2 separate regions of the Zea mays genome follow, and region 2 is linked to region 1. The links are chromatin contacts, called in public Hi-C maps. All regions are on one chromosome and are shown on one strand. The core of a region is the stretch at or near the end of the contact, and the rest is flanking DNA. Distances in the headings are between cores, read along the strand shown.

The links. A called contact is a pair of places that touch in the nucleus more often than the background predicts.
Region 2: a Hi-C map of tassel shows a contact between it and region 1, with 3 times the contacts expected there. The contact joins the promoter of LOC100280340 here to the promoter of LOC100191277 in region 1. A contact is called at or near these places in 3 of 25 Hi-C or Micro-C datasets (ear, leaf and tassel).

Annotation. Positions count from the first base shown.
Region 1 is chr7:134,019,936-134,023,305 of Zm-B73-REFERENCE-NAM-5.0, forward strand. LOC100191277 (clathrin assembly protein) reads right to left here and starts at 1,264. Exons shown (of 1, transcript NM_001136711.1): 1 at 1-1,264. The coding sequence starts at 1,190. The coding sequence ends at 165.
Region 2 is chr7:134,156,407-134,159,402 of Zm-B73-REFERENCE-NAM-5.0, forward strand. LOC100280340 reads left to right here and starts at 1,712. Exons shown (of 3, transcript NM_001153266.1): 1 at 1,712-2,422; 2 at 2,567-2,996. The coding sequence starts at 1,970.

The sequences.
Region 1 (3,370 bases), core at 14-2,513:
ATTTACACCATGGCCATTTGTATCAAACACAACAACAAGCACTACAACAAAAAATTTACAACAAAAAAATCTCGACTGCAAATCTGCAATTACAAGAATTTGAAACGTGTTGAGTGAACCATGAGAAGAACTAAAAAAAAGAAGTGCACACTGTACACGTTGTCCTACCGTCTACGCGGCGCAGAAACTGTGCCAGCCCACCTTGTGGACCCGAACCGGACGGCGCCGCCGTCGCCAGCAGCGGCGCGGATCGGCAGGATGGTGCGCGCGGACGCGCTGCCCGCGGCGTCCCTCCGCACCAGGCGCCGTTCCTCCACCGTCCTCCGCAGCACCACATCCTCGGCGCGCTCGCGGAGGCCCCGAGCCGCGCGCGCGACGCCCTCGTCCAGCCCCGCCCACTTGCAATCCGACGCGGTGCCGTCCTCCACCCGCCGCAGCACGCACACCAGCTCCACGGCGTCGGCCAGGGAGAGCGTGTCGAGGCGCTCCCCCATCTCCTGGACCCGCGCGACGATGCTCCGCTCCGCCGCGACGCGGTCCTCGTCGGCGAGGCGGACGGCCTCCCAGATGAGCGCGTTGGGCTGTGGGCCCGAGGGCGGGGGCGGCGGGGCCTGGCGGACGGCGTCCGCGACGGACACGAAGGCGGCGAGCTCGGCGACCAGGTGCGGGTTGGGGAGCGCGGTGAGGTACTCGGCGTCGGCGTCGGCGGAGGCGGAGGCGTCCGGGAGCAGGAGGAGGAGCTCCAGGAGCCGCGCGGAGAACCGGACCCACGACGCGGCGGCGAAGGAGGACCGGCCGAGCGGGAACGACGACAGCGCGAGCGGGTTGCGCCCGGAGGCCGGGTGCCGGGCGAGCGCGGCGAGGAGCTGGTCGCGGAGGATGAACGCGCCCCGCGCCAGGAGGACCCTGAGCGCCACGAGGCACTTGAGAGCCACGGCGGCGTCGCCCTGCCCCGAAGCCGCGGCGCGCAGGCGGTCCACGAGCGCCGCGGCGAGCGACGCGGCGGAGAGGCGCGAGCCCCGCCCGAAGGCCAGGAGCGCGTCCATGTGCTGCGCGGACGGCGGCGCCGTGCTAGGGTGGTGAGCCGTCGCGCGCCACACCGAGTGGTGCGCGTCGGCCGCGGAGCCCGGGGATGCGGGGCCTGGGGAGAGGAAGGTGGATGCCAGCCGCCGGAGCTTGAGGCCACCCATGGCGGTCGGACGCTGATCGAGGAGACGGGGAGGGCGTCAACTGCCACTGCCAATGCCAAGAGGTTGGGAATTTGAAGGCAGCTTGCCTGGCTTCCTTTCTCGTGCCCAGCAGGCAGCAACTGACTTGAGGAATGATCTCGTTCCTCGGATTGGTTTGACGGGATCAACTTGGTTCTTCAGATCGTACTACTAGTAGAAAAGATCTGGGGTTTAGCGCATGGTTCGAAGAAACGTCAACCTGTCCTCGTCCACCGCTTGCTAGCGAAGATTGCTTGTCGTTGAGTAGCAAGGTCAACAGGAGAAACGTTGCTGCTTTCCTGGATACTGATGCATTCATACCCAACATCGACTACTCACTCAAGAAAGTCAATTATTTTGGGTTGTGTATCAGGGGATGGGCCGAGCTTGTGAAAAATGTGAAGCCCAATTCAAACAGGGGCTTGAAAAGCAAGCTGACTTCACAGCCTTGAAAACCAAGATATTCATTCATGCTGATTTGATAGAACAAACTAGAAAAAATACATTTGTAAAATATCCGAGATCTTCCTGCACTACATAGAGAGGTAGGAAGCTCTGATCAAGGATTTAAATACTAGTAGCCAGTGCTTCTTAAAAGCTAAAAGCTAAGCCAAAGGTCTAATTTCAGCCAGCAATTTTGTAAAGCCGTCTTTCTTCGCAGTGAAAAATTAAAAAGCATATATGAAGCTATTTTTTGCGGTTTTTGAGTGGAAAAACTTTATAAATATTACTCGTCTGTCACTAATAAATGAAAAATAGCGCTTCTTTTTTTTCTTCTATCACCCCAACTGATAGCGGCGACGTCTGCTCGTCCGTAACTCCCACAACTACAGCCAATTCCACCAAATGACTTTTATCTTCTTTTTTTCAACTTGTAGTCCACAACATATTTTTTTTCATAGCTTACGGTCCACATCAACTTCTTTTTATAGCCACAACCCAATCAAATAGACACTAAACAAGCTTGTTAGGGACTCTAAATCACTGAGTATACAACATAGATCTCACTCAAGCATAGATCCTCATCTTTGTGAGTGGGACTGGAGTGAGATATTTGTGATTTCAACTCTATAGTAAGTCTATCTCTTGAGCACTTGTGTTGCTCACCGATGGTTTGGTTTTCATTTTATTACTCTTGGGTTTCTAGAACCCTAGTTGGTTAGGTGTTGTTTAGTGACACCATAGACATGTGTTTGTGAGGGGAACAAGAAAGTTTGTAATACCCATATTGTTCTAGTGGAAATCTTGGATTTATCTTTATGATCGCTTGCAAAAAAGAGGAATTGGAAGACAATGTAATTACCTTTGTGGTCACCTCAACACCGGGGACATAGACATAACTTAATGGTGTGGCTGAACCTGTGTGCTTGTGACTTACGATTGTATTGTTCATTATGGTGGATCGATATATATTGTGTGTAGATGTTGAAGCAAGTAATAAGCCTGAAATCACTTGGTACAACATCTCTAAATGTGTCATGAACTCATTTTATAATTTATATTCTAGATTATTCATGAATCTAGATTTTCATAAAAACTCTTCAGAAAAAGCTGTCTCAAACGGACTTTTTAATAGCTGGGCAAGTCCCACGTGTCTCTCCGAGGGCAAGGACTTTTTAATAGCTCACCGACCACCTTGAGAGGTGTAAAAAATCGACGATGGGAGAGCTTTAGAGGCTCAGCCCTCGCTTCATCCTGTCCGTCAAGCGAAACGGGCAACACTGCCATCGTGCTACCGCCTACCGCTAGTCCCCTTCCTCCCCTCTCGTCGCTGGCTGGCTACGGTTGCCCGAGCTCATTGGCAAAATGGCAAGTCACAAGTGCGGGCGGCAGGGTGAGGAAGGTGGCAGCGAGGCACCACACCCCTCTTTTCCCTTGTTTTCTCCTACAGTCCTACTAGCTCGAGGGGTGGGGGGTATAGGTGTACATTTGGGCCGGGCCTGGTGGGCCGGCCCAAAGCACGGAAAAAAAGCACGGCCCAGGCACGGCACGACCCGAAATAATTTAGTGCCGGGCCGGCACGGCCCGTTATAACGGGCCGGGTTTGGGCCGAGGTCACGGCCCATGGGTGGGCACGAGCACGATCCGTTTAAGGCAGGCACGAAATGGCCCATATAGAGGCACGAAAAGGCCCATATATTTATTAAAACCACACTTCATTT
Region 2 (2,996 bases), core at 462-2,961, 140 kb after region 1:
GAAAGCTTCATCGGAAGAGTCCCGCAACAAGGGGAAGGGGAAGGAGAAGAAAGCCTCTTCCCACAAGTCGCATTGGAGTGGCGACAAGAAAAAGAAGATGAGGAAGGTGGTCTACTACGAGACCGACACTTCATCACCTTCCACCTCCGGCTCCGACGCGCCATCCATTACTTCTAAGCGCCATGAGCGCAAGAAGTTTAGTAAGATTCCCCTACGCTACCCTCGCATTTCTAAACATACTCCATTACTTTCTGTTCCATTAGGCAAACCGCCAACCTTTGACGGTGAAGATTACGCTAGGTGGAGTGATTTGATGAAATTTCACCTAACCTCACTCCACAAAAGTATATGGAATGTTGTTGAGTTTGGAGCACAGGTACCATCCGTAGGGGATGAGGATTATGATGAGGACGAGGTAGCCCAAATCGAGCACTTCAACTCCCAAGCCACAACTATACTCCTCGCCTCTCTAAGTTGAGAGGAGTATAACAAGGTGCAAGGATTAAAGAGCGCCAAGGAAGTTTGGGACATGCTCAAGACCGCGCACGCAGTCGATGCGGGAAAGCGCTAGGGCCGTTACTAGAGCCACCATAGTAGGACGAAGTTTCTGCCTCGTATAACACGGAAAAATCCGTGTAGGATTCGAAGAAAACCAACAGATCATCATATGTGGGGGTCATGTTCCATATGGATTGCAATCTGTCGTCTTAGTTCGTCGGCCTCGAAAGGCAGGGTTGGCCTTGCTCCTCACGTCGTTCGTTTGGGGCGAGGCTGAGGCCACCACGGGCCTCCGAGACGGTGTCGAAGTTTTCTAGCGGAGGAGTTCGGGCGAGCGCTGCTGTGACCATATCGCCCTCCTGGTTGATGACGAAATCTAGGTTTCCGAAGTGGATGGCGGGGGCCATCGTTGGCCCCTGTGGCCGTGTAGAGACTCCTCGGCGGAGGGGGTCAGGATTCCAGGGCCCTGACCACTTCGCCTTCGCCGTCGAGGGAGAAGTCGAGGCTCTTGAAACATATCACTGCTTTGGGGGATTGATTGATGTCGCGGCTAGCCATCCAGAGCTTGTAGAACTTCATCGGGAACGTGCATGGTCTCAACCTGGCGCGCCAACTGTCGGTGTTTCGAACCTAGCTCTGACAAGTAAATTTGTGTGCGCGTTTCGGGCTCCGGATAATGTCCGCGGTGGACACGAGTTATATTGGTTCAGACATAACGTCTCTATATCCAGTCTTTTGCGCCTTGCGCACCAGCAGCATTACTGATCAATGCTCTAGTTACAAATAATAATCTAGAATGTGACTGTGTATAGAGAAGAGTGCCAATATTTATATGAAACAACATGGATATGCTATCACAATAATAATTATTCTGATCGCAGTACCGATGTTTTTTTTCTATAAATTTAGTTAAACTCAAAATGGTTTTGTTAGAATCCCGTTCTGAGCCTCTCCGTTTCACAACAGCTGAAGCTGAATAATTTTGGCACAAATCGTTTTCACCCGCTGAAGCTGAATAGTCCATATGTCTCCATCAATCTGTTCTCCCTTTGCCGATGCCGGACGCCCCATTTTTGGCGCCGTTGCCAGGCGACCGAATTATGGCCTAATCACACCAAAACCCGCTCCCTTCCAAACCTTCCCATCAGCCAATCTTATATTGCCCGACCGAGCCGAGCCCATCTCTTTCGTACTCGCGTTGCCACTCCCGACGCGCAACGGGCCAGCGGCGCAGGCAGCTGCGTTCGCGTCGCGTCGCGTGTCCCTCCAGCCCCGTAGCGCCTTCCAGCTCCAACCTGTTGCTACAACTACAAGAAGCCGCCACACAACCACCGCGCTCCCAACGGCTCACCGTCACCGGCCGGGAGGCGATCCCATGGGAGAGACGACCTAACTTTTCTCGGATTCTAGCTCGGGTCTGCACTCTGCACGCTGCTGCTGCTGGTTTCTTGAGAGGCGAGACCCTGAAGGGATGGCACTGGAGGCCGTGGTGCTTTCCCAGCAAGGCAGTCGCTTTGGGTGTGGTGCCATGGCAGCAGGAGGGCCTTGGAGTGGCCTGTTTTTTAGTGGAATGGAGGGCGTGGTCGAGATCGGTAGTGGCGCTGGCGGCGGCCGGGACGTGGCCGGGTGCTCGCCGCCACAGCTCCTGCAGGAGCCGGCTGCCCGCGCGCTGCCTGTGGCGTCGTCCGTGGGGAGCGCGAGTGGCGGCGCCGGTCAGGATGCCCCGGCGGCACTTGCTGTGACCGCGACAGCGGCGGCCGGAACCGGAAGAAGGAAGCGGCGAAGGATGAGGCCACTGAAGAACGAGGAGGAAGTGGAGAGCCAGCGCATGGTCCACATTGCCGTGGAGCGCAACCGGCGCAAGCAGATGAACGAGTACCTCGCCGCGCTCCGCTCCCTCATGCCGCCCGCCTACACGCAACGGGTAACCGACGAGCTCGATTCCGATGATCCCCATGCCAGCCATGCACGCCCTTTCCTTGTACCTAGCAAAAAAAAAAAAAAATCAATCTAGCACGACGACGACGCACCAGGCTAATGGGCTCGCGCGTCTGCCCTGTGTGTGCAGGGCGATCAGGCGTCCATCGTCGGCGGCGCGATCAACTTCGTCAAGGAGCTGGAGCAGCTGCTCCAGTCGCTGGAGGCGCAGCAGAGGCGTTCCTCCCGGCGGCAGGGCCCCGCGTGCGCCGTCGATCCGGACGACGCAGGGCCGTTCGCGGACTTCTTCACCTTCCCGCAGTACTCAATGTGCGCTGCCGCGGCGGCCCCATCAGAGAACCCCGGCGCCGACGCCGACGCCGAGCAGGAGGCGTCCGGGTCGAAGCCGTCGGGCGTGGCCGACGTGGAGGCGACCATGGTGGAGAGCCACGCCAACCTGCGGGTGCTGTCCCGGCGCCGGCCGAGGCAGCTGCTGCGGCTGGTGCTGGGGCTCCAGGGCCACCGCCTCACCGTGCTCCACCTCAACATGAGCAGCGCCGGCCACATGGTGCTCTACTCGT